Regions from separate parts of the Mus musculus genome. Here all the other regions are linked to region 5. The links are chromatin contacts, called in public Hi-C, HiChIP or PLAC-seq and promoter capture Hi-C maps. All regions are on one chromosome and are shown on one strand. Each heading gives the region's core, a stretch centred on a gene start, on an enhancer-like site or on the middle of the called end of the contact. The rest is flanking DNA. Distances are from core to core; before and after follow the strand shown.

Region 1 (3,336 bases), core at 607-3,106, 830 kb before region 5:
AAAAACCCCAAACATTTAAATAAATAAATAACCCTAGCACTCCAGAGGCAAGCAGATCTCTCTGTGAGTTATAGGCCAACCTGGTCTATATAGTGAGTTCCAGGTCAGGTAGTAGGGTGGGGCATGAACTAGTGGGATGTTCCTCCACATAAAGGAATGGCTTAGTGGTACATAGACCAACCGGCTCTCCTGGTCTTTTCACAGTTGCTCCAGATTTGAGCATGCACCAATGTGTCTTTAAGTTGGATGTTGACCGTGCTCCCAGAACACCAGCTAGCTCTCAAGCCACCACAGCTGTCCATTATAGTGGGAGTATCCTACTCAGGAAATCTGGGCAGCTCTGGGAGTTGAGCATTGACAGTCGAACTTCCTGCCAGCTGGCCAAGGTCCCTATGTCACTCAGGCATGGCATCAAGTAGGTTTTGCCACTCTCTGAACCCACCAAACAGGGGCAAAGGTTGGGGCCCCAGAAAGCCAAGTTATGAAGCCTGACTTATAAACCTAGTGGAGAGGTCAGCTGTGATGGCTCATACCTTTAATCCCAGAATTTGGGAGGCAGAGGCAGCAAGGCCAGCTAGACTCTATGAGTCTGAGAGCAGCCTGGTGTACAGAGCAAGATCCAGGATATCCAAGGCCACACAAAGAAACCATGTCTCTAAAAAACCAAAGTAAAGAAATACATTAAAAAGTCAATGGGGACGGGTGTGGTGGCACACACATTTAATCCCAGCACTCCGGAGGCAAAGGCAGGCGGATTTCTGGAGTTCGAGGTCAGCCTGGTCTACAAAGTGAGTTCCAGGACAGCCAGGGCTATACAGAGAAACCCTGTCTCGAAAAAACAAAACAAAACAAAAAACAAACAAACAAACAAAAGTCAATGGGAAGTAGGTTAGGTGGTCTCGTCCTGTCTCTCCCCATCTTAAACCACAAAATTAGGTTTAGTGCTTTCTCTGTGCCCACCCCCCAGTCAGTGTTTGGTCCTTTCCAGTTCCCCCAACTGAGCTACTGCCCGGGGCTAGGTTCTATGCCCAGGAACCCCCTGGCAAGGGCTGTTCTGGCCCCTAGAAGTAAACTGCAGAGACCTAGAAGGTGCCCCACAGCTGCTGCCAACACTGCCAACGTTTACGCGTAAGGAAGAAAGGGTCCTCGCAGTGAGTGAGTGAGCGCTGAAAAATGAATGCTGCCTTGTCCCTGCAGGCTCCCTGAAAGCTCTGTGTGTGTGTGTGTGTGTGTGTGTGTGTGTGTGTGTGTGTGTGTGTGTAAGTAAATAATTTAATGGGAAACTCCGGAAGGAAGGCAGCCTGAGGGAGACTGGCCTCACCCAACAGAAGGCAGCATATTTAACATTTCCTTAAACAGTAGCTGGGAGTGGGGTGCCTCAAAGGCAACCCTGAGAAATAAACCATTGCTCTGGGCTCTGCCTCTGGGGGCTGCATGTGGCTGGATGAGGATGATTTCCTCTGGGAATAGTCGGCCAGGTCACCCTCAAGATCCCTGCTGTGGCAACTTAGAGATCTGATCTGGAGTGGCCAGCTTGGTCAGACCAGGCAGCTTATGAGCAAGGACTGGAGGACCATTGGCCTTCCTGACGCTGGGCTGACCTCCCTACTCAGGCCTCTGAGCGACTCCTCTTGGATCCAACCTCCTTAGCCTGGAGGGAGGGAAGAAGAGAGAGAGCAGTCAACCGTCTGCCCTGAGGCTGCTAGCCAGTGACACAAACATTTCCTTTTGTGGAGCCTCAGAGGGCTGGGGCTGCAGCCAAGGGTCTGAGAAAGGCTATAAGCACATACCCTGGATGGTTGTAGTGACCTTGGCCTACAGAAGCAGAGGCCCCACCCATCAGGCCCTCACCCTCTGTGCAGATAAAGGCCTTCCTTGCTGGTTTCTTAAAGCCCTCACAGGTGGCTTCAGGAGGAAGTGGTCACTGCTTAGCCAGGCTCTCAAACCAACTTCTCCCTGTGTTGGTGGGTGTGTTCCTGAGACTGTGGGTCAGCCAGACACCACAGGTCTTGTCAGAGGGTCAGGGTGGAGAATGGGCTGTTAGGCTCTCAGGCCTGCGGCACCAGGCACAGAACAGAACCTCCTTTTTAAGATCCTCAGAAGCTACTTTTGGCTACTGGGGATACAAGGTGACTCTTGGGCAGGCACCCCTGAGATGGGAAGCGGGGGTGGGGCACGCTGCGTGGATGGAGATGTGGTTGTTTCTGTTCAAGTCTGTTGCAGCTTCAGCCCTCGGCTGCTTTTCACACCAGAGGCCAAAGCTAGCAGGACTTCTATCCCACAGCAAGGGATTGTCCACTGCAGGTTCTCTGTGCCTGTTCTGGATATAGGACAGTGCCCCCAGGCAGCCCAGAGCCTAACACTGGCCTGTCACTCGGATCTTCCTCTATATTCTATCTTAGTTCCTGCTTTTGCCCTCCCCAACCAGTTGCCCAAGGCCAGTGTCTCTCTGGCCAGTATGGTATCTCAGCAGACTTGAATGTTCCATTTCATAATTTACTGAAGGATTTTTTTTTTTTGACCTAGTCTGAAACTATTTAGACCAAGCTGTCCTTGAACGCAACAGAGATCCACCTCCTCCCTTACCCTCAGAGCTGGGACGAAAGTCATTCCCAACCACACCCTGCTTTTAAATTTTCTATTGCTAATTTGAGCCTGGGGGTCCCCTATGTCCCAGACTGACTTGGCCTCCAATCGCTGTATAGTTGAGGATAAGATTGAACTTACAATTCTCCTGCATCCACCTCTCGGATGCTGAGATTACAGGGGTGTGCACTACCATGTCCAGTTTTGTTTTTTAAAAGATTTATTTGTTCTGTTTATATGAGTACACTGTAGCTGTCTTCAGACACACCAGAAGAGGGCATCAGATCCCATTACAGATGGTTGTGAGGCACCATGTGGTTGCTGAGAATTGAACCCTGATCCTTGGGAAGAGAAGCCAGTGCTCTTAACCACTGAGCCATCTCTCCAGCCCCACATGTCCAGTTTTTAGTGTGATTTCGGGCTTCAAACCCAAGACACCTTCATGCTAGGTAAGCAAGCACTTTTTTTTTTTTTGGTTTTCTGAGACAGGGTTTCTCTGTGTAGCCTTGACTGTCCTGGAACTCACTTTGTAGACCAGGCTGACCTCGAACTCAGAAATCCACCTGCCTCTGCCTCCCAAGTGCTGGTATCAAAGGCACGCACCACCACGCTCGTCAAGCAAGCACTTCTTACCAGCTGCATCTTTAGCCTGGTGTTTTCTTTCTTTCTTTGGGATGGGGTCTTTTTCTTTGGGATAGAATTCACAGCCTTGCACATGCTAGACATTCGGTTACTCTGGTACTAAGCTGT
Region 2 (3,519 bases), core at 595-3,094, 900 kb before region 5:
TTGGCTGTCCCGGAGCTTGTTATGTAGACCAGGCTGGCCTCAAACTCACAGAGCCACCTGCCTCTGTCTCAGGAGTGCTGGGATTAAAAGCTTGCACCACCACCACCTGGCCCAAGAGTATAATTGCATTTCTTCTCTCTCTCTTTCTCTCTCTCTCTCTCTCTCCCTCTCTCTCTCTCTCTCTCTCCCTCCCTCCATCCCTCCCCTCTCCCCTCCTTCCCCCCTCCCCAAAACTGAGTTCTCCATGCTAATGAGGTACCTAGAGGCCTGGAGGACTTAGCCAATAAGCTTCCCTTCCCAGACATTCCTCCCTGCAAAAGGTATTTAACCTCAGGTCCACCCGGAGAAGTGGATACAGTACACATCCATTTTCCACCATGAACAGCCAATAAACTGTTTAGAACTGTGGACTGTCTCTTTCAACAAGAGCCACAGTGGGGAGCCATGGGGAAGGCATTCAACTACAGAGCCGCAGCTTAATTCTCCCATAGAAGGTCTCTCTGTGCTCTCAGCCACAACTGCCACCAAGCCTGCCTCCACCAAGCTAAGGACAATATCACCCCCTGGGACAAGCCGGAGCTCCTCCCCCTTCCCCTCCCCCCACCCCAGGCTAGACACTGTCCCCAGCCCACAGCCCGACTCTGTTTTCTGCTCTGCTGAAACTCCCAGCGGATGTCTAAGAGTCTGAGAACCCCACGGCCCAGGCCTCGTTGCAGGCCCAGGGACCCCTGAACCAACTCCAGCTTTTTCCCACCCGGGAGGTGTCTCAGCCCCGGCAGCAGTCACAGTGGCGGTGGCATGGAATAAAGGCAGTCAAACTCCCAGCGTTCCGCTTCCCCAAGAGGCTGTGCCTAGCAGTGGGGCAGTCATGGACCCACAGCCTTGCCCCTAGGAGAGAAGATATAAACATAGACCCAGTTCTCCCTAGGGATGCTGGGGTCCCTAGGGGCATCATCAGATGGTTGCATCTCCTCTTATCCCCAGGAGCAGGAACTACACCTAACCTGGCAACTAGGGTGAGCACAAACACACAAATAGAACCATCCACTCCAATGCTGGGGATGGAACCAGAGCATGCTGGGCAAGTGCGCTACACTCAGCCAAACCCAGTCCCCGGCTACCTTCTTCATACAGTGGGGTTATCTGGGGACCAAGCTCTTCTTAGGATTGCCCTGGAGTCTGTACCCATTAGTGGTGCCCTGCCCTCCCAGCCCAGATGAGCAGGTAGATTGTCCTGTGTCAAAAGGTTAACTCTAGCACTAAGGATAGCCAGCCTAGATGCCGCCCAGGCCCTGGCCTCCACTATTCCTCCTCATTGCTAGAAAAATTACCAAAGAAAGACCGGCCTGAAAGAAAGAAATTGGGGTCCTGAAGTAGCCCAATAGAATAGAGAGATGGTGGGAGGGATAACCTGGTATAACAAATGTCTGTAATCCTAGCTCTTGAGAGGCTAAGACAGGAAGATCAGAGTGGGAGACCAGCCTCAACTACATAACAAGAGCACTGATCCCCTGTCCCCAAAATAAGTTTAAAACCTACTAATTCAAACTCAGCATTACCTTCCTGTATCATGCCCCAAAGTACAGTTCCCGAAACCACTCACAGCCCTGCGGCTGCATCTGCACCTACCTACGTATCTCCATCTTAAACCAAGACAGTTATTCTTCATTTCCTCTGTACCCACTACTCTGGCTATGCAACACCACCTATAGTCAGCTCGCCAGGACAGCCACTCAGCAGACTCAGGACATTCAGGACCCTTGCTCTACAAGTACCTGTGACATCATCAGCTGCCCACAACCTGCTGTGACCTCACCACCTGGACAACTGAGCCTAGCAGGGCCAAGCCACTCCTTCCCAACCACCATAAGTAGCAGGGGGCATAGATGACCGCTGAGCCCTTGGAAGACCCTGAAGCCAGCAGCAGTTCTACACATGATCTTCCCGAGGCCTCCTCGGACAACACAGCTGATGAAAACTCTGCAGATTTACCCGGAGAGTCCGAAGGACCAGACTCCCTGCCCGATGACGTCCCACCAGGAGACATCGACGAAGTGCTAGCTGAACATGATGTAGATCAAACCTCTGAGGCGAAAGCCATCACCACAGAGCAAAATGAAGAGCAGGACTTCATTCGGACTGATACCTTCATGAGACAAGATGAGGACCTGCTCTCCAAGCAGATTTCCACCATCACGGAGAAAAATGTAGACCAGGCGTACATGCAGATTAACACAGTTTTTGAGCAGGATAAAGACCAGGCCTCCATACAGACTGCCACCTTGATGGGACAAGATGAAGACCAGGCATTTTTGCAGATTGTCACTTCTGTGGGACAGAATAAAGATCAGGCCTCCATACAGACTGCCACCTTGATGGGACAGGATGAAGACCAGGCATCTTTGCAGATTGCCACTTCTGTGGGACAGAATAAAGATCAGCCCTCCATGCAGATGGACACCTCCATAGGGCAAGATGTAGAGCCAGCCATCTCCACAGATACAGCAACTTCTGCAGTCAAAGATGAGAGCCCAGATATTCCACATCAGGGCCAGGACAATCCTGAAGAGACCACATCTTTGCTGCCCCAAGACCCAGGTATCCTGCAAGTGTTTGTGGGTTTCCAGAACCCAGTGTGGGACAGGCTAGCTGAAAACAACCGTACAAGTCGGAGCCGGACGGTTTCCCCGAGTGACTCCCAGACCCAGGAAAAGACACTGGGAAACCCGAATGTTCCAGAAGGGCAGCCAGTATTAGTTCCAAATGCTGACGTGCTATCTAACCTGCCTGAACATGTCCAGACTTCGGTGGGAGCTGCTGACCCACCCCCTTCCGATACCAGTGGTCGCGACCCAGAACCCACGCCTACCACCAACTCGGCCAAGCAGGAAGCTGAAGGGTTCAAGGCCTTGAACCCTGGGAGCAAAGCTAGATCGCCAGGGCTGACCAGTGAGGATTCAGCTGCTGACTCAGGTATCCCACCGGATCCACCTGACCCAGGCTCCCCAGGTGGCAGCCCACCCCACTCTCCAGATTTCTACCAGGTGGCCCTGGGCAGGAACCTTCTGGACCCCAATCTGTATAGACCTGATGTGGAGAACGACTACATGCGCTCCATGACCAGCCTGCTGGGTTGTGGAGAGGGCTCCATCAGCTCCCTCACAGACATCCTGGTGTGGTCAGACACAGCCACACGCATGGGTGTGGCTGTGGGCATTCTGGCCTCGGGCTGCAGCTCTCCAGCTGACCGGCTACAAGACGAGGGTCCCCGCCTGCGGACTGTCGCCAGCCTCTTGCGCAGCGCCAGGTCAGCTTTCTCCTCTGGGGTGATGTCTGGAACTGGCTCAGCCCTGCACTCTGTCACGCACCTGCTGGAGTCTGTGGAGAGACGGACTATGGAAGGCATCCGTTCAGCTATGCGCTACCTGGCCCATCATCTCACCTCACGCTGGGCCCGCACTGGCCCCAGTGGTAACTAGACCAGCAAGCCCCCTACTTCTTCCCCAACCCTGCACTAGG
Region 3 (3,598 bases), core at 204-2,703, 970 kb before region 5:
GAGGGAGGAAGGGGCTTGCCATTCAACCATTTACTACATATCCTGTATTTCTAAGACTTCCAGACATTCAATTCCACCGGTTTATTGCTGCAAATAGCTTCTTACCTCCTCTTCTCCACTGCTGTCATCTTCATCTTCTGACATTTCTTCATCTTCACTATCCTCTTCCACCTCCTTTGGAGGAGGAGCCATTTTCTTGGCCTCACCGTGGGTTTTGCCAGCCTACAAACGCACACAAAAATTGCACGCATTTTCAGTCACTTTGCCTTTGGCCACCACCTTTTTCTTACTAAAGGACACAAGCATAAAGACTTCTTCTTGGCCAGGCATGGCATTCTCCTGGCAGTTTTTTCTGCGAACCGCGCATAATTTTTTTTTCCTTCTCACAGATAACTGAGCAGACAGAACTCTACACCAAGAAACAGCCACAGGTTATAAAGTCTCCTAGTCGTGGCCATCTATTTTCTGGCATCTTCCACAAAAAAAAAAAAAAAAAAAAAAAAAAAACCCAGTTAAAGGGATCCCTTTAAGTTATTTGCTGGGGAAGGGGGTATCTCGAAATCACCTCTTAAAGCAGCACCACGTAACCCAACTGCTTCCCACTTTCTCTCGCTTCCAGCCCCACCACGTGGAGTCACCACGCCGCCACCTCAGGGGTCCACCACGTGTCCATCCCGGTCACCGGCAGAGACAGCAGATCGCCGGGCCACCCATCCATCCCCACGCTGCCGTCCCCCTTTCCGGGGTACTACAGACACTCCCCCACTGCCCCGGGTCGCGCGACACGTGCGGGGCTCCGCAGAGCACGTGGCGGGCCGCGCACCAGAGCACGTGCGCGGGGAGGCGGGGCCCCGGGACCGCTCGCCGCCTAAGGTTGGCCCTCTCTTCCCACGCCGTGCCCCTATCCGCTCTCAGCTCCTCCGATCTCTCCTCACACCGTCCCCTCCCGCCCGCTACATCCGAACCCTCGATATCGCCCTCCCGGAAACCTGCCTCCGCTCTTCTCATCCCCCTAAGTCAGAGGGCAAGCACCGCGAGACCTCCCGCTAGTCGCGCGAGACTTTCCCCCCCAGCATGGCGCCCTCGAACGCGCCCGGGATTGCGCGCAAGCCCTCCTCCCCTCCGCGACGGACGGGCGGGCGCGCGCGCGTCCCTCCGAAAGCAGGGGCCTAGTCGTCCGCGTCGGCGCGCCAAGGCCTCTTACCTTTGCGAGCTTCACCATGGTGGCGGATTACGGCGGCGGCGCGTGTGGAGAGCGAGCAGCTCGGAAGAGCTCAGCGGAAGCCACACGAAAGCGACTGCAGTAGCGGGTACCGACGACTCTGGAGCACGTACAACCGCCTGCCAGCTACAGCTAGCGTCTGAGGCAAAAGACTGAGCCTGCCCAGTAATCGCCTCTGGAAAGGCGACGAAGGGGGTCCTCGTGACTTCGGCTCCACCAACCAGAGCTCGCGTCCGTCCCCGGAGCCAACCGCGAGCCTTAACGCGGGGCAGCGTGAGGCGGGCCTAAGGCTTGACGAGGGCGGGGCTCTTAGGGGCGGGGCCTGACGTCTGCTCCTGAGGGCGGGACTCGTTTGGGCCCAGGCGGACGTTGACTGGTCAGTGTGCGGGTCCTTTGAATGCTCCTGAGCGCCGGGCTCTCCCCACGCCTGCGCAGTGGGACGGGCGAGTTTGGCGCGGCTTGTGTGTGAGGCGCGGGTAGGTGGCGGCGTGGCCCGGATTCCCTCAGGTGTTCCGAGGCAGCATGGGCGGCGATGCTCAGGTGGTCTGGGCGTTTCTCGGTGCTTTCCCCCGCGCCGCGTGGTCCTGCTGAAGAACGCCGGAAGGCCTAGGGTTCCCTCGGGCTGATGAGCGGGCCTCGGCCTGTTCTCCGCGGAGTCGCGAACGGCTTCTTGGCTATGATGCGAGTCCCCGCTTTCCTGAGAGCTCCTAATAAAAGCAGTTGTGCGTGTGTGTGTGTACGAGCAGTGCACAAGCGATCCATGTAATGTCGGTGACCTCTCGCGGTAGGTATAACTCCAGGTTCAGAGAGGTGACTTCCTGGTGTGGTGGGGAGAAGTACTCGGCCCGCCTGTGACCACGCTCACAGGTTCCCTCCATGGCGGGGGGAACGAGAGAGTTGTCTGGCGTTGCTTTAAATGGATTGCAACCAACTGGTTCCAAGCATAGCACACAGGCGCCCTTCATCAGCTAACAACATCCACTAGAAATGACCTGTGGAGTTTTCGTCCGGAGTTGAGATAGGACTTTATTCTTTACTGTCCTAGAGCACACATGTAGACCATGTTAGCCTCGACCTGTATCGGCACGCCTGGCCCGACCTAGGAGATGTTATTTTATGAGACAGGTTTTCTCTGTGTATTCCTGGCTGCCCTGGGACTCACGCTGTAGTCCAGGCTGGCCTTGAACTCAGAGATCCCCCTGCCTCCCTAGTGCTGTGATTAAAGTCATATGCCATCATACCTGACTTCAACCTCGGGAGATTTTAATGCGAGTGGGATGTGTTGAGTCCCCAAGTTTTTTTATCTGAACTCGGGCCTTTGGAGATAAGTAGAAATAGTCACTGTGTGATGCTTACTTACTACGGCCTTCCCAACGCGGTGGAGGGCAGCCACAGCTACACACCAGTGCGCTCTTGTCAGGGCAGGAGATGGCGAACCCGAGTTGTGGTGTGGGGGCATTGTCTTTATAGCGAGACCGGTCACACCTTGTACTGTATATTATGGAACCAAGGGAGACTCTTGGGTAGAGAGGTAGGAAGGGTGGTGTGAGGAAGACTCTAGATATTTCCAAGCAGAGCAAGCTAAAGGCATTCGGGAGGAGACAAGAAGATGAGCTGTGAGTGTGAAATGACTTGGGTGACATGGCTTCCTTTGTCAATCCAATCTATCTGTATGGGCTATCCTCAGCCCTCTGGTGTACAGTGCCACTAAGAGACCTCTGCTTGCACCCAAGGTTAGTTACACTCTCAGATATCAGCTGCCTAGTACTTTTCTTGGCCATTTATTGTTCATTTGCCCCTTCCCCAGACAGCACAGACTGTTGTCTGCTTTATTCTTGGTACCTAAAGCATTGCCTGGCATATGATAGTGTTGGAAATTACTTGCTAACTGGAGTGAACAGAAGTTTGAGTGCACCAGCAGCAGGGACAGCTTGCAGGATTTGGTGTTTCTGTGGAATCAACACCTAATCCATGTGTGATGCTTATACAAATTATAATTGAATATAACCATATCATATTGGATCCCCAATATCCCTGTAGAAAGCATGGGGTGGCAGCATATAACTAACAACTCCAGCACTGGGGGTTACAGGGAGCAAGGACAGGAGGATCCCTGGCATCTGCTAACCAGCCTGTCTAGCCATGAAAGGTGACCCTGCTCAAAAAAATAAGATAGAGGTGGTGTGAGGATGTTAGTGCCTGTCTGGTATGCACAAAACCAAGATCAGTAACTGTCCAGTTATTATACAAATAGAGCCAAGTACCAGGTTCTATTTCAGCTCTTTAGAAATTTTAAATTAATAAATGTATTCAAAATAGACTAAAAGCATCGCTGCTCACAGACATGAGGGCAAAGAGCAGCAGTTCTCAACGTGT
Region 4 (3,556 bases), core at 65-2,564, 800 kb before region 5:
ATAAGGGCAGTTCAGTCTCCTCGCCTCGACCTCAAAGCTCTAAGGGACTTGGCACCCATTCACCCTCCCCGATTCAAGACTCCGGGTTTTCCTCACTCCCGATTCCACGGCCCCCAGGAGACAGACAGCAGGAATGACCAATGGCAGGGCGCAAAGCGTCAACTTTGTGTTCGCCCGCCACTCTCAGCCAGTGTGTGCGGGTTTCTCCCAAGTCCCGCCTTCCGTGTCGGGCGCCCCCTCCTGGCGACACACAGTCGGACGCTATCTGCCGCCATCTTGAGTGTGGCGAAGTCGTTTCTCCGAACCCGTTTATAGCCATTCTGGTCGCTCTTCTCACAGGGCAAATTCCTTAGTTCGACAGCCAAGTGAGACAGCGCTAAAAATGGAGTAATATAGTATTTTGAAGTTGTTCGCGTGAGCCGAGTCGCCACGTCACGCCACGCTTGCCGAGTCCAACGCCATCTTGAGTGTGGCGTCTTTATGGTTTTTCTTTTCTCAGGCTCCGCGTGGTACCGTAAATGGCTCAAGTTTGAAGGAACCCCTTCAAGGACTAGTCCTAATGGCCGGGGAGACAAGTTTCTCCCAGTTGCACACTGTTCATATGCCCACTGGAGCCTGCAAAATGTTAGGGGAGAGGGGTAAACTCGATGGCCGGGCGGGGCTCTGGATGATGTTAAGAGCTGTCGCGACGGCAGTGACCTCTTACAGCAGACGCTGACCAGAGAGCCCTGAGGCGCGACACCGCCTTGTGGCGTGAGGCCCCAGGCCTGTCTCGCTCGAGGACACCGGGACTTTCGCATGAGTCCCCCCAAGTGTGCAGGGCGCGAGGCCCACTCCGGAGCTGACCCTGGACGGCGGGACAGTGGTGGGCGGTGGGGATCACTAGTGTCATCGAGGCGGAGGGAAAGGAGGACGGGGCGGAAGGTGCGAGTCACAGTCACCCCGTTGTGTGGACTGATGTTCACTTGAACTGGGACAACTTGCTCTTCGGTGCGGGCAGGTCCCGGGCGCGGGAACCACGCGGGACACCGCCCGGGGCAAGCGCCGCCCATCGCTCGCCTTCCCCTCCCCCTCCCCCTGGCGGGCAGTGCTCCCGCTCCCCCTCCTCCCTCCCTCCCCCTCCTTCTTCCGAGCAGTCGCGAGGGAGGGGGAGGACCGGGGCTGGGCGGGCAGCTTTGCCGCGCTTTAGCTTTCTGCGTCAGAGGCCTTAGCAAAACAGCTGCGGGAGCGCGCACGCGCGCGACCCCCCTCCGGCGTGGCGAGACCCAACAAAATTCAACACTCTGAATGACAGTGCGGCGGGGGACTGCGCAGCGCGCGCCAAGCCGAGGCACTGCCGCTTTAAGCTCACTTGCCCATTGTTCGGAATCGAGCCAATGAGAGGACGCCCGCTCCCTGCGCTCAGCCAATAGCGCCGGGACTAGGGTGGCTGAGCACCGCCCACTAATCTATATTAAAGCTTCTGGCGCCGCGTGAGTCCCCCACTGGCTGCTCCGAAAAGCCATCTTTGCATTGTTCCTGGGTCGTGCTCCGCGCTCGCTGCAGCCACCTTCGCCGCCCACCGCCTCCTCCAGCGCGGACTCCGGCAGCTCTCTCGCCAGAGTCCTCGAACTCGACTTTTAATTCCCTCACTCGCGGCATCGGACCACCGGCGTGCCCCACCATGTCAGACGCGGCAGTGGATACCAGCTCCGAGATCACCACCAAGGTGAGGCTGGACGCCGCCCGCCCCCTCGGGGTCTGCGCGCCGTCGCCCGGGCGGCGTTGGGGCGCGTGGTTGCGGGCTTTCAGGAAAGCATCACGCAAACGCTTTTCCAGGCGACCCCGCCACCCTCCAGCGGCGCGATGGCCCCGGGCAACACTCTTTGTGTGCGGGGGAGGGGGCGCGAAGCGGCGCGGGCATTGGTGCCGCCGTCGGGAGCTGGCCGATGGCCTGGGGTCGCCTCGGAACTCGGACGCAAACGGGGAGGGCCGAGACGCGGATTCTCGAAACTTGTTTGCGAATGGTTTGAGCGCTCTCGGGGCCGGGGTCGCGGGGCCGCGGCGCACGGAAATAACTTTGAAACTCCGGCGCGTCCGCAGTCGGAAGTGTGGGGGGCGCGTGTGCGGCGCCGGCGAGCTGAGGGCGCCCGCGGCCGAGTCGCTCTTTGTTAGGCGCCCGGGTTCGCGCCCTATAGCGGGCCGGCCACCGGTTATCCGGGATGACGCGGATGGGGCGGCGTGCTGCGCTGGGGGGATTCTGACCGCGACACCTAAGGGTCTGGTCCGCAGCCACGGGTGAACGCGGGTGGTCGTGTTTGTCCCCGCGGCGGCGGACCTCGTCGCAGGGTCAGTCATTGCTGACGGGGTTGGGCCCGGGCGGCGAGCCCACGCGAGAGGGGGAGGAAATAGAAAGTGAAGCTGCGGAGCGGCTGGACGCCCCCCCACGGCTCCCCAGCTGCGGTGGTGCCGTGGCGGTCTAGAAGCCCGCGCAGCACCGCGGTCCTGGCTGGGGTCCTGAGGCAGGGGCTCGCCCTCCCGGTGGAGTCTTCTCCACCCTCAGCCGTGTTCGGTTCGGACTCGTTGCTTTCAAACACCTCGATGTTCGCACCCCGCTTGTCCCGCAGTGGGGACTCAGTCCCAGTCGCCTTGTTTCTTTAAACTCCCGTGGCTCGCCATCTCCCTCGGCTGGTGCGACCCCGTGCAGAGCGCGCTCTGGAGCGATGCCCGCCACCGCTGTAACACTTTGTAGCAAGCATGGTCCCACCTCCGCCCTCGGCGGGAGTCTCAGGTGAATTCCCGCGAGGTCCAGCGCTCCTAGGGAGCGCCCCCCCCGAAGGTCTCGAGGGTCGGAGCCGAGGAGCTCCGAGTCCCTGGTGACCTACCGCGAGAGCTTGGCGCCAAAATCGGAGCCGGAAGCCGCGTGTTGCCCCTCACAGGCAGGACCCCAGGGGGCAGCACGGAGCGGGCTTTCTCCAGTGGGTGACTCCGCTCCCCTGGATGAAAGCGGACCTCGGGTCTCCAGGGCACAGGGCGCACTTGGCGCCCCGGGCCACGTGCTCTTTGCGCGCGGTGCGTGCAAGAGGCTCGCGCGCGTAGTTCGCTGGGTGAGCTATGCGCCTGCGCACCGCTGCCACCCCGCCCCCACTCACTCCCCCGGGCTTCGGCCGCCAGGGGGCGGAAGCGGGTGCAGTGGGGTCCTAGGCAGGCCTCCGGTGGGCGCGAACCCACCATTGCCGGCAGGTAACCCAGCGGTGCACCGGCGGAATTAGCTGGACCATGTTCCTGGGCCCCGACCGAGCCGACCGTTCAGCCGTCGTAGTGGGAAAAGTTACCCAGTGGTCCGGCCCCGAAGCCGCAGGGCCCAGAGTGCTAGTTTATTTCCTTTGGGCTGTGGAGGCCAGGAGGTCCCTAGTACCAAGCATGGCTGGTGTGACTTGAAGGGGGTGTTTCTGCATGCCCAGGCGCTTTCCGATCCCCATCCAGACTCTCCCATCCATTCCTGAGCGAATGACCGTCGACTGGCTCCTCCCTTCTACCTTATTTATTTAAGGCACACAGCCACTGCCTTCCAAGA
Region 5 (3,528 bases), core at 138-2,637:
TCTAGCTTATGGAATGGAATGGTATTTTCCACTTTACCTACTCTCGGGTTTCCCCACATCAAATAACATAATCTAGATAATCTCTCATAAATTTGCTCAGATATTTGTTTCCATGATGAATCCAAATCCCATCATGTTGACAGTCAAGATTAATGATCACAGTCAAGATTAATGATCATTCTCTGAATTTAATGCTCTTTTATACAGTCTCTCTTTGAAAGGGAATCAAGACTCAGGAAGGGAGGCAGAGGAGGAAGTTGGTATATATATATATATATATATATATATATGTATGTATGTATGTGTGTGTGTGTGTGTGTATTTTTTTTCCAAGTGTTGAATCCAGGGCTCCCAAACGACTAGGTTGGGAGTCTGCCACTGTGTTCTGAAACTTAAGTTTATGTTGATGGGAAGACCTATGATAAATGCTGGAGGATATTTTGCAGTGATTGTGTGAAACTGAGTGGATCCCAAACACCAAAGGTAGTAGAAAGGCAGGAAAAGACTAATGGTCCCAGAAAGACCCGGGTGACTTGAAATGGTAGATGTACCAGGTTTAGCAAATCAAAGTATATAGTATGTCCAGCTAAACATGAGTTTCAGAAAGACAGCAGATTAATTTCCTGTATTCTGTATTGCCGGGTTTACTATTCGTTATCTCGCAACCCTAAAATGGGAAGGCAGTATATATAAGGGGGTTGTAGGTCCACATGTAGTGGAAGGGTGTAGTAACTTTTTTTTAGTTTTTCGAGACACGGTTTCTCTGTATAGCCCTGGCTGTCCTGGAACTCTGTAGATCAGGCTGACCTTGAACTCAGAAATCGATCTGCCTCTGCCTCCCAAGTGCTGGGATTAAAGGTGTGAGCCACCACTGCCTGGCTAGGTGTAGGAACTTTTAAAACCTTCCCAGCTGTCACATTCCAGTACTCCAGGATGAATTTCCAGTTCTATAAGAAAGGAAACTGCTTTGAATTTCAGCTTTACCATTTGCCCCATGATGGACCAACTGGCAGGAAAATGCTAGACCAAATGCTGTGGAAAAGTTCTAGCTTGGAAAACCAGCTCATAAATGATGTGGAGATTTTTGTACTGCAACCGGGCACTGGATTGGGTGCATCGGACGGTGAGTCATAGGGCCTCTGGCCAGGCTCCAATTAGGGACACCAGTTCAACTCTAGGGCCATAGGAGATGCAGCCAAAGGCCCCACTGTGCGCCTGCGCTACTCAGGCTCCGTCCTCGCCCGGCCCTGCATCCGGGTCTCAGGGAGGGGCGTGTCCGAGGGGAGGGGCAGGCCGTCGAGGAAGGGAACGATGTCGTGGGAAGCTGGAGAGCAGGGAGGGAGTGAGGCGGGGATGTAGGCGGGGCGGGGGGCGGCGCGGCGCGCGGGGTCACGTGACGTGCGTGGCGACGTGTCGGCCATCTTGTGTTGTTGAGGCTGAGGATTGACTTGGGTTCTGAGAGACTCCTGTCCCGGACCGCAGGTAACCAGTGGCTCGGTGTGTGTCTCCCCTGCCCGCGGCCATCCCGCGCCCAGTCCCCGCCATAGCGCCCCGAGCTGCCGTGGCCCGGCGCCCACCGTCGCGTCCCCGCCGCTCCGGCCCGAGCCGGCCGCATGGACACACTCAGGCTGCCCGGCAGCGGCCACGGCCGCTGCCGGCTGGGGGCGTCAGACCTGGGGACAGGGCAGGTGCGAGGTCAGCAGGAGCCTCCTCCCGTGCGAGGGTCCCGGCAGTCCAGGGAGCGTCCCGGCCGAGGGCAGCCCCCTGCTTTCGCCCCCGTGGCATCGCGGGGGAAGCCGAGGAGAGGAGGCGGGAGGCGGGGTGGGCAGTGTCAGGCCGGAGGGTTCGCCTTCCGCTGCCCGCTCCTCGGGGCTGGTCGCCCGCACAGCCTCGGGGTACCCCGGCTAACAGCTGCTGCGAGCCGACAGCTGCTCCTGCCGGCGCTCCTGCCCGCACCTGCCCCAGGGAGGTGCGCCCTTGCCTTCTCCACCGAGCATCTGGACTGGGGAAGACTGCTTCTAGGGCTGGAGGACTGGTCTTGAGCAGGCCCCAGGCAAGGTGGAGTCATGATCTGATCCTGGGACTGAGAGGCTTGGGAAAGTAGAGCCCCGGGCAGCCCCGGGGACCCGAATGTTCATACCGGCTTGAAATGGGCAAGCAGTTTCCCACGAAGCACTCTTGAACACTTTGGTTTTGTAGCTGAAATATAAATCAAGCCAGCAAGTAAGGAAGGGTGTGAAAGGAGCTGATTGTGTGACCGCGTTTGGGAAGCAGTAACGTTGCTTTGCATTTATCTAGTACGGTCTCCCCTCACCTCCAGTTTTCTCGAAAGTCAAAGCACTTAAACACACCTAGTGGTTCTATTAGGAAGGTAAGTATTCCAACATAACTTAAGAAATGAAGGGACTCAATCAGTGATGGCTTCCCACCTAGTCCCATCTACCTTGAATTATAGGTAATTATGTTTCAGAGTGTTGTATACAGGGATTGTAGTCTTCCTTATGTAGTTACTCCTCTTTAGTAACAAATGACTTCCTAAATTACAAAAACTATTATCCTACTTTTTGTACATGAGTTTTCATCCTTTTTTGTGGCTCTGACTGGCAGAATTTTTCCTTTTGGTTAGAACATATACTTTGTCTTCATTTAATGATATTTCCCTAATGTAGCAGCTTTTAGATTGCCTAGACTGGGATATGTACTTCACTGTCACATAAGAAGACACTAGGAAAACATTTAGAAGTGACATATGTCTGGAAAAATACCAACGTTGAAGATGTTGGTGATTTGCTAGAAAGAAAAAGACCATACCTTTTTTGGTACTTGACAAAGGATTTAGAGTTTTGTGGCTGGGGAAGAAGAGATTATGTACTGTATGCTGCCATTCTTGTCTTTTCCTTTCTTTTCTGTTTGACTACAAGTACTACAGTATGTAGTGTGAATGCTGAGGGACAAACATTTCTGTTTGTGTTGCGCTCACTTCTGGACATCTAAATACTTAAGTAAAAATATACAAATACTTCTTGATGTGATGATTGGGCTGTGTCCCTTAAATTGATTGAAAGTTGAAGTATGTAAGCTGAAATTGCATTTAAAGCTATCAGTCTGCTGCCCATTAATAACAGCAAAGCCTCCTATAGAATCTTGATCATCTCCCGCTTGTATGGTTAGATTTTATGTGATTTTGTGACTCTCTGGTCCTAGCCAGCAATGCCAGGGAGTATTGTACTACATACATATTGTTAACTCAGGAAGAAATCATAATTAGAAATATGAAGAATGATTTCTACTGAGTCCATATTGTTTTTACCTCATAGTAGAGTGCAAACTCTTGTTAAGTTGAACATTTCTGTGTAGGGACCATCTGTTTATGTAGGAGTAACGGGAAAAAGAAAAAGAAGAGAGATAGGGGGACTGGATAACAATTGTGGGAAGGGTTAATTTTTAAATTTAGTCCTGTGAGGAGACTTTACAGGTAAGCTAAAATTTGAGGAAACACCTGATAGGTAGAGGGCAGGGTCCTTCACC
Region 6 (3,487 bases), core at 508-3,007, 810 kb after region 5:
TAGAATCTGACTTGCAAGTAAAATAAGCCTGTGTCCGCTAAGCTTCTGTTTATCAGAGTATTTTACCACAGCAGCAGAAACAAAACCAGGGAAATTCATGGATTTGGTTTTGCCTTTTTTTGTGTTCTGAATTGAGATTTTTCAAGTCTGAAATTGTTCTGTAGGTCTTCTGTCATCTTGTAGGTCCTGGGCCTCTAATTCCTGGGCTTAGGTATCTGAAGGATCTGGAAGGGTGAGTTCCTGAGAAGGGAATTCCTCTACATGGCTGACCTTTTCAGATAGCCCTCAGCTTCTGGAATGAAACTGTCCCCTGTCAACTTTCAGACCTCCTTCCTACTCCAGATGCTAGCTGTTCTTCATTCACTTTGGGGAGCGGCATTTTTACCCATACAGTGTGGTTCTATCCCAGGATCTATGCCTTCATTCCACTGGTGTGTGCCCCAAGCCCCATTTGTTGTTCTTCAGAAATCCCTAGGTTAAAGCTGACCTTCCCCTGTATAGGTAGAAGTAATGTTATGCAAGACACCCTGAGCCTGTATCCTCCCGCTGGACTGGACTGAGCCTCCTGGGCAGCAGGAGGGATAAAACTTAGAAGTGCCAGGCATGCCACATTCCCTTTTCTGGTGCCCAGTACAGAAATACTCCTGACAGCTGCACACCCCCCCCTCTCTCTCTGTGCACATGTACACACACACACACACCAGTCTAAGAAACAGTAGAGTCAAATCTCATGAACAAAGCTTGCAAAGCACCCTCTGGTGATGCTCTGACAGAACCTTGTTGTCCTCTCCTGCCTTCTTCCTGATTTCAACCTATGACCCCATGGACTTGCTGGAAACAAGAACAAGCCAGTCAGTACCCAGGTGAACCTGATTTTCCTAGGAAGGGCCCAGGCCTCGGTAAATTGTGTGTCTGTCATAAAGAATACGAGGGTACAGTTCCTCGTGCTTTCCCCAATTCATGCCAGCTTGCTTAAAGACATTCTTCAGAGAGCTTTTGCTCTGCCACTCAGGAAGGACAGAGCTACAGTGTGCTTCCTTTATGAGTCTCTGGGGAGTGGTTTCTCATTGCTGTAAGCTTGTCTCTTTTCATTCTGAGTCAAAAATCCTGTTTATGTCACAAAAGCCAGAGATCTCAAACCAGACCAGTGCCTCACTGCAATGAACATTAGCAAGTGAACATGTGTAGACAGAGAGACATACTGTGGGACACACTGTGACAGTATTACAGCTTCCATGATGAGATATTTTCAATGCTTTTTTGTTTTTGTTTTGCCTGCTTGTTTATGTGTTAAAGGCAAAGAACAGACACCAGGGGGATGGGTGACCAGTGGGCTGGGAAGCACAATTTGAAACCCACAAAGAATCAATTAAAAGCAAAACAAAACAAAAAACTCCAACTCCCCTCCTCCCTCCCACGCTGATCCTCCACCCCTGCTTGGACTGAGTGGAGTCTTTGTAAGCCTTAAAGAAAGAACTTTCATCTTGGCTATGTTCCTGCTTGCCCTTTGGGGTGGCCCCTTCAGTCCTGCTTTCCTGAGCCCCAACCGACTGGGGTGCCAAGGTTAAGGCAAGTACTGGCAAGCTGGTTCCAATATGCATATGCCTGACAAGGTCTGGGTGAGCCAGTTCCTTGATTCAAAGAACAATTTCCTCCAGGGCAGCCTGATTTCAACATCCATAACTCCCTGGCCCGCCCTCAGCAGTGATTAACAAACAGAACAAATGTAACCCTCCCTCTTTGGTGGTGGTTAGAAAACCCAGAATTCAGATGCTGGCTGATGGTGGCTGACTGGAAACCGACTTCCAGATTTCTTACTCTTGCTCAAGGGCCCTCATCACGTGCTACCTAGAGGCACAGGTCTCTAACCTTACTATCTGACAGGCAAGTAACAGATTATGTGTGGTGAGAGAGCAATACAGAATTTGAAAGATAAGGGCTTTTGTCTTCCTGTGCAGAGCTTCCCAAATGCCTGTTGATTTCATGAGGGGTGGGAGGGAAACCTGTGCTGTTTGTTTGTGATAAGCTGTTGTACTGTTTTCTTAAAGCTTATGCTTAAGGGGCAACTTTTGGAAAGTTTGTAAGGATGGGGTCTGGAACCAGCTTTGAGATTAGAGGGAAGGGCAGAGAAAGGGATTGAAGTTAGGGTTGATTACTGATCAACGGTAATTTAATCAATCAGCCCATCCCCTGTATTTCATGATGCGGCCCCTATGAAAGCACAGAGGGATTGGGTTGGGGAGCTGCCAGGTTGCTGAAGGTGTGGAGGATAGGTTGCACCAAGAACACAGAGAGCGGCCATGTCTCTCCCCCAAGCTCTTGGCATTTCTCCACTGCTGTCTTGTTGCACTATGGGTGCTGCTGCTGTAATGAACCTCTGACTGAGTGATTCTCTGAGTGGTTTGAGCAGAGCTGCTCTGAGGCTGAGTAAAAGAGCCTCTGGTCTGTAGCCAACTCTGCTAAGTGGTTGACTTGACTCATACATGCCTGGTAACACAAGAGCTGTGTGAGTGAAAGTGTGCAGAAGGAAAGGGTCGTTGGTTTTTCCCTTATACACATGTCGAAGGGTCAGCGACCAACTCCTCACAAGGGAGCTGGTTCTGTCTTATCCTTCCTTGAGTAACCTTTTACTATTTGATTGAAAATGAGGCACAAGGATAAAATGGACAGACAGTCCCAATGCCAGTTTACTCACACACAAACTGGTACTCGGAGCCTTCTGTATGCTGGACACTGATCTGCATGCTGCAGACTCAATAGAGAGGAACACTGAGTTTGGTAGAGAGGGACATTAGAACAATGATTGATCCCACCCTGCACATGCTACTAATAGTTGGGAGAGGGATGCATAAATACACAGAAGGTGAGGTAATGATAGCAAGGAAGGGAAGGAGGCCCAGGGCCACAGACTGGGCTGCTGGACCCTGGGCTCAACAGGGAAGGTGTCACGGATGGGACACTAGCAGAACTTTAAAGGAAGTAGGTGATCAGAGCTGACATCGTGTTTATTATGTATATCATCTAGGGGGAGCATCTTAGAGGTTCTAAGGCCATAAAGAGACATCATGACCACAGCAACTCATAGAATGGAAAACAGGTAATTGGGCCTGGCTTACTTTTGAGAGCTTTAGTCCATTATGGTCATGGCAGGAAGCATGGCAGCAGGCAGGCAGACATGGTGCTGGAGAAGAAGCCAGGCATTCTACATCTGGATTGGCAGGCAACAGGGAGGGGGAGACACATTGGGCCTTGGCTGGAGCCCCTGAAACCTCAAAGGCCACCATCAGTGACACCTTTCCTCCAACAAGGCCACATCTACTCCAAGGCCATTCCTCCTAACTTTTTAAATAGTGCAATTTTTTATGAGCCCACAGGGGCCATTTTCATTTAAACTACCAAAAGGAGGGCTAGAAAGCTGCAGACCTCTGGTCACATCAGCCCTGAGCTCTGCTGTCCCTGGAACATGCTTATCATATGTGCTCCAGGT
Region 7 (3,487 bases), core at 210-2,709, 940 kb before region 5:
CCAGCAGATGCCGAATACCACAACCAGTGCAACTGCAAGGACAGAGAAGAGATTTGATCTTCATCATGCTTAGAGTTTGCATCTACAGCTCACTATCTTCCGGTCCTAGAAAAGCAGACAGGAGAGCCAGGTAGTGGTGGTGCACACCTTTAATCCCAGTACTTTGGAGGTAGAGGCAGGTGAATCTCTGGTCTACACAGCAAGTTCTAGAACAGCCAGAGCTACACAAAGAAACTCCTTCTCTCTTTTTTTCCCTCTTCCCTTTTCTGTCTTTCTCTGGCCTCGCTCCCTCCACCCCAAGCCCCACTTGCTCTGGTCCCTGCTAAGTCTGGCCCATAGGTTTTTTTTGTTTTATTATTATTATTATTATTATTATTATTATTATTATTATTATTATTATTAGTTTCTCATTACGGATGGTTGTGAGTCACCATGTGGTTGCTGGGATTTGAACTCATGACCTCCAGGAGAGTGGTCAGTGCTCTTACCTGCTGAGCCATCTCACCAGCCCTGAAACCCTTTCTCAAAACAATAACAACAACAAGCAAGCAAGCAAGCAAACAATACCCTGGAAGCTCAATTCCTTCCCCAGACTGGAGGAAGCTCAGCTTTCTCCTCAACAATGACTTACACAGCATCTTGGTCACCTGTCTCCGTCCCCTATCTTGCAGCTGAATCCTTCTGTGGGAGGTCTCCTGGGTTGCTGCGGTTTTCCTGCCCTTGACCTCCACTTGGAGCAACATCCTCTCCCTCCGCAGCCGCAGCCCAATGAGCAGATACAGCACACTGATGGTGACCATGGGCAGACAGAAGAAGAGCAGTGCGGTAGTCAGTACCACCAACTTGTAGAAGTCCATGGGACCCACCAGCGAACATATAGCTGAGTCGGGCACCGGCCCCCGGCAGGGCACAGTTAGTTGACTGAGGCCATGCAGGCTGGTGTTGGGCAGAGAGAAGAGAGTAGCGAGGACCCAGATGGCCCCCACCATGCGGCGCACATGGGCCCGTGTCATCACAGACTTGGCTTGGAGTGGGCGCACCACGGCCACATAACGCTCCACACTCAGGGCTGTGACATTGAGCACTGAAGCTAGGCAGACGGTCTCTAAGAGCAGTATTCGGAAGTAGCAGGCACTCGCACCCAGCTGGAACGGGTAATTTTGCTGCATCTCATAAAGCTCCAGAGGCAAGCCCACCAGGAGCACCAGCATATCGGACACAGCGAGGCTGAAGAGGTAGAAGTTGGTGGGCGTGCGCATAGTCTTGTTGCGCAGGATGACGGTGCAGGTCAGCCCGTTGCCCAGAGTGCCCACCACGAAGATCAGCAGGTACGTGACACAGATGGGGACAAACTGTTTCATCTGCTGTGGCCCCAAATACTTCAGCCTCAGGGCCTCATCGGTAAGGTTCAGATCCTCAGGTTGATAGGGCCACTTGAACTCACTGATATTGCAGACCAGGGGGCTCCTTGAAGCATTTGGGGAGAGCGCTCCAGGAAAGATGGAACAATTGAGGCAGGGAGGAGTCTGTAGGATAGAAGGGGGAGATACCCAGAAGTCATTTAGGTAATCCCAGCTCTGTCCTAAGTTATCACACTGTAGAGGACTGATTAGTCACATGCCACTGGGAAAGAAAGCATCTGCCACCCACTAAAGTGCATTTCAACTACAGAGTATCCGGAGTGCAAACCTTGAAAATAATAAAATTGGCCGGGCAGTGGTAGTGCGCAGCTTTAATCCCAACGCGAAGGAAGCTGAGGCAGGCAGGTCTCATGTGAGTTTGAGGCTAGCCTGGGCTACAGAGCAAGTTCCAGGACAGTTAGAACTACAGAGAGAGACACTGTCTAAAAAACAAACAAAAACAAACAACAAAAAACCAATCAACAACAACAACAACAAAGAGTTATCCTCTATCCTCTACACACATACATGCAAACAGTATATATGCACAAGTACACACACACACACAAATGAAATACTTTTTAAATGATAAGATTGGCCCTTTACAATCTACTGGAATCTTTGAAGAAATGCCAGGTTTTTCCAAGAACGCTTGGCTATCTCCTTTGGCTGTCTCCCTTTTAAGACAGACTTCAGGAGAGCCACTTGATGTGGACCTCAGAAAAGTGGGTGCAACTGCAGTATTGCTTGGTCTTTAAAGAGCCGGGGCTCCTAAAGCAACTGCCAGGGCAGACCTGACCTCCCCAACTCCAGGTGCAAGATCCCGGTATTTAATCCACAAAAAGCATCGACACATGGCAGACCTGACATACAGAACGCTGTGTGTGACCTTGGTGTGAAGAGAAAGCCACCGTAGGGGTTAAGTGAAGGAGTGAAAAAGCTAAAAAACTGTACTTTGACCCAAATTTGATTCTGTTTTCTGTCACCTGAATCACTCCCAGTCTAAATATTTTATATTCTTTGCACCTACTAGACCTGGAGTTCTCACTCTCGGAACTCTCACGGAGAGGAGCTGGGGATGGGCAGGTGACAGCCCAGGTTCAAGAGAGCAGCGCTGAGACGACAGTCATCAGAAAAATGACAGAAATAAACTGACTAACTGAGAGGTCTCTCCCACAACCCCCAAATGTCTCACAGAGTTTTTCCACCCATCTCACTCTGAGAGCCGCTCCTGTCAGGGCCCGTATCCCGCTCACCTACCATGCCTTCTGCCCAGGAGGTCCTGTGCGCCCTGGCTCCCACTGACAGATAGATGCTGAGCTGAAGGCGACCTGACAGAGGCTGCCCTCCCCGCCTTCCTGGTTGCTTCGCCTGTTGTTCACAAAATCGCCACTAGAGGGCAACGCTGACCCCGGAGCTTGGAGTACTTAGGACCACTCCCAAAGGACTCTACCTGCATCCAAACCATACTAGCTAGCTGTTGGAATCACCCGGAGCTGAGAGTGTCTTCTTTTTCTAGACAACAATCCCATTTTACAGGTGAGAAGAAAAGAAAAAAAGAGCCAGAGAGAGGAAGTCCGTGAGACTTGGGTCTAAAATGCTGTCCCCACCTGCAGCACGCCGACTGAGCAGGACTTGTTCCGTGTCCTGCAATTCTTTCTGACCCACATTTTCAGACAACCTTCTTACGCACCCCTTAAGCCCCTGAAAGTCAGCAGCCTACAGAGTCTCATCCCCGTGACTCCACTTGTACACTCACAGGATAGCAATCCCCCCAATACACACAGTCTCATAAGGGGTTTCCAGCCCCGGGGTCCAAGCACTAGTCTCCTCCAAGGAAATCGCCCTCTCTCTTTTCAGCACCTCCTCCCACACCGATTCTTTCCCCGAGCATTGTCCCGACCCACTTCTTCACTCAAAGGAGCACACAAAAGCCTAGTCAGGTGTCATAGCCACACTCACCGTCTGCATTTCTGTCTTCAGTGTCCCCTCAGCTTCCCAGTATCTCCTCACCATGAAATTGCCTCCTCTGCTCCGCCCCCCTCAATCCCTGGCTTCTTAAGAACTTCATTTATAAACAGTCCTGG

What was found. Promoter capture Hi-C pulls out the DNA fragments that hold promoters and counts their contacts. Hi-C and Micro-C count contacts between places; a contact is called where the count stands out from the background. HiChIP or PLAC-seq counts read pairs in DNA pulled down with a chosen protein or histone mark.
Region 1: a contact with region 5 is called in a promoter capture Hi-C map of pre-B cells, with 2.6 times the contacts expected there. The contact joins the enhancer-like site here to the promoter of Gigyf2 in region 5. A contact is called at or near these places in 2 of 39 promoter capture datasets (hippocampal neurons and pre-B cells), 1 of 484 Hi-C or Micro-C datasets (regulatory T cells), 4 of 115 datasets of contacts at active chromatin or transcription factors (astrocytes, bone marrow-derived macrophages, embryonic stem cells and 1 more) and 1 of 9 other capture datasets (macrophages).
Region 2: a contact with region 5 is called in a promoter capture Hi-C map of liver, with 6 times the contacts expected there. The contact joins the promoter of Tex44 here to the promoter of Gigyf2 in region 5. A contact is called at or near these places in 3 of 39 promoter capture datasets (hippocampal neurons, liver and pre-B cells) and 1 of 115 datasets of contacts at active chromatin or transcription factors (astrocytes).
Region 3: a Hi-C map of muscle stem cells shows a contact between it and region 5, with 4 times the contacts expected there. The contact joins the promoter of Ncl here to the promoter of Gigyf2 in region 5. A contact is called at or near these places in 2 of 39 promoter capture datasets (cranial neural crest and pre-B cells), 2 of 484 Hi-C or Micro-C datasets (B cells and muscle stem cells) and 1 of 115 datasets of contacts at active chromatin or transcription factors (astrocytes).
Region 4: a FOXA1 HiChIP or PLAC-seq map of pancreatic cancer cells shows a contact between it and region 5. The contact joins the promoter of Ptma here to the promoter of Gigyf2 in region 5. A contact is called at or near these places in 1 of 39 promoter capture datasets (hippocampal neurons), 1 of 484 Hi-C or Micro-C datasets (B cells) and 3 of 115 datasets of contacts at active chromatin or transcription factors (embryonic stem cells, memory CD8 T cells and pancreatic cancer cells).
Region 6: a contact with region 5 is called in a promoter capture Hi-C map of pre-B cells, with 8 times the contacts expected there. The contact joins the promoter of Ugt1a6a here to the promoter of Gigyf2 in region 5. A contact is called at or near these places in 2 of 39 promoter capture datasets (hippocampal neurons and pre-B cells), 1 of 484 Hi-C or Micro-C datasets (B cells) and 1 of 115 datasets of contacts at active chromatin or transcription factors (large pre-B cells).
Region 7: a promoter capture Hi-C map of pre-B cells shows a contact between it and region 5, with 3 times the contacts expected there. The contact joins the promoter of Nmur1 here to the promoter of Gigyf2 in region 5. A contact is called at or near these places in 4 of 39 promoter capture datasets (hippocampal neurons, liver and pre-B cells) and 1 of 115 datasets of contacts at active chromatin or transcription factors (astrocytes).

The regions. Positions count from the first base shown.
Region 1 is chr1:86,490,520-86,493,855 of GRCm38.p6, forward strand. No RefSeq gene overlaps it. Among named protein-coding and RNA genes, the nearest start is that of Gm41907, 19 kb to the left of the region's middle. Within about 2 kb of position 1,857, at least 142 of the 459 cell types and tissues checked have an H3K27ac peak or open chromatin away from gene starts, as enhancers often do. A contact at or near this core is called in bone marrow-derived macrophages, embryonic stem cells, macrophages and 1 more, where this site is marked.
Region 2 is chr1:86,424,485-86,428,003 of GRCm38.p6, forward strand. Tex44 (testis expressed 44) reads left to right here and starts at 1,845. Exons shown (of 1, transcript NM_027966.1): 1 at 1,845-3,519. The coding sequence starts at 1,887. The coding sequence ends at 3,479.
Region 3 is chr1:86,358,002-86,361,599 of GRCm38.p6, forward strand. Ncl (nucleolin) reads right to left here and starts at 1,454. Exons shown (of 14, transcript NM_010880.3): 1 at 1,205-1,454; 2 at 106-222. The coding sequence starts at 1,222. C130036L24Rik (RIKEN cDNA C130036L24 gene) reads left to right here and starts at 1,583. Exons shown (of 2, transcript NR_015507.3): 1 at 1,583-2,006.
Region 4 is chr1:86,525,243-86,528,798 of GRCm38.p6, forward strand. It overlaps Ptma (prothymosin alpha), which reads left to right and starts at 1,315. Exons shown (of 5, transcript NM_008972.3): 1 at 1,315-1,708. The coding sequence starts at 1,664.
Region 5 is chr1:87,325,611-87,329,138 of GRCm38.p6, forward strand. It overlaps Gigyf2 (GRB10 interacting GYF protein 2), which reads left to right and starts at 1,388. Exons shown (of 29, transcript NM_146112.4): 1 at 1,388-1,482.
Region 6 is chr1:88,133,052-88,136,538 of GRCm38.p6, forward strand. Ugt1a6a (UDP glucuronosyltransferase 1 family, polypeptide A6A) reads left to right here and starts at 1,758. Exons shown (of 6, transcript NM_145079.3): 1 at 1,758-1,884. All of the region lies in intron 1 of Ugt1a10 (UDP glycosyltransferase 1 family, polypeptide A10), which reads left to right. The region is part of intron 1 of Ugt1a9 (UDP glucuronosyltransferase 1 family, polypeptide A9); the gene reads left to right. All of the region lies in intron 1 of Ugt1a8 (UDP glucuronosyltransferase 1 family, polypeptide A8), which reads left to right. It also overlaps Ugt1a7c and Ugt1a6b.
Region 7 is chr1:86,386,682-86,390,168 of GRCm38.p6, forward strand. It overlaps Nmur1 (neuromedin U receptor 1), which reads right to left and starts at 1,460. Exons shown (of 2, transcript NM_010341.1): 1 at 632-1,460; 2 at 1-32. The coding sequence starts at 1,460.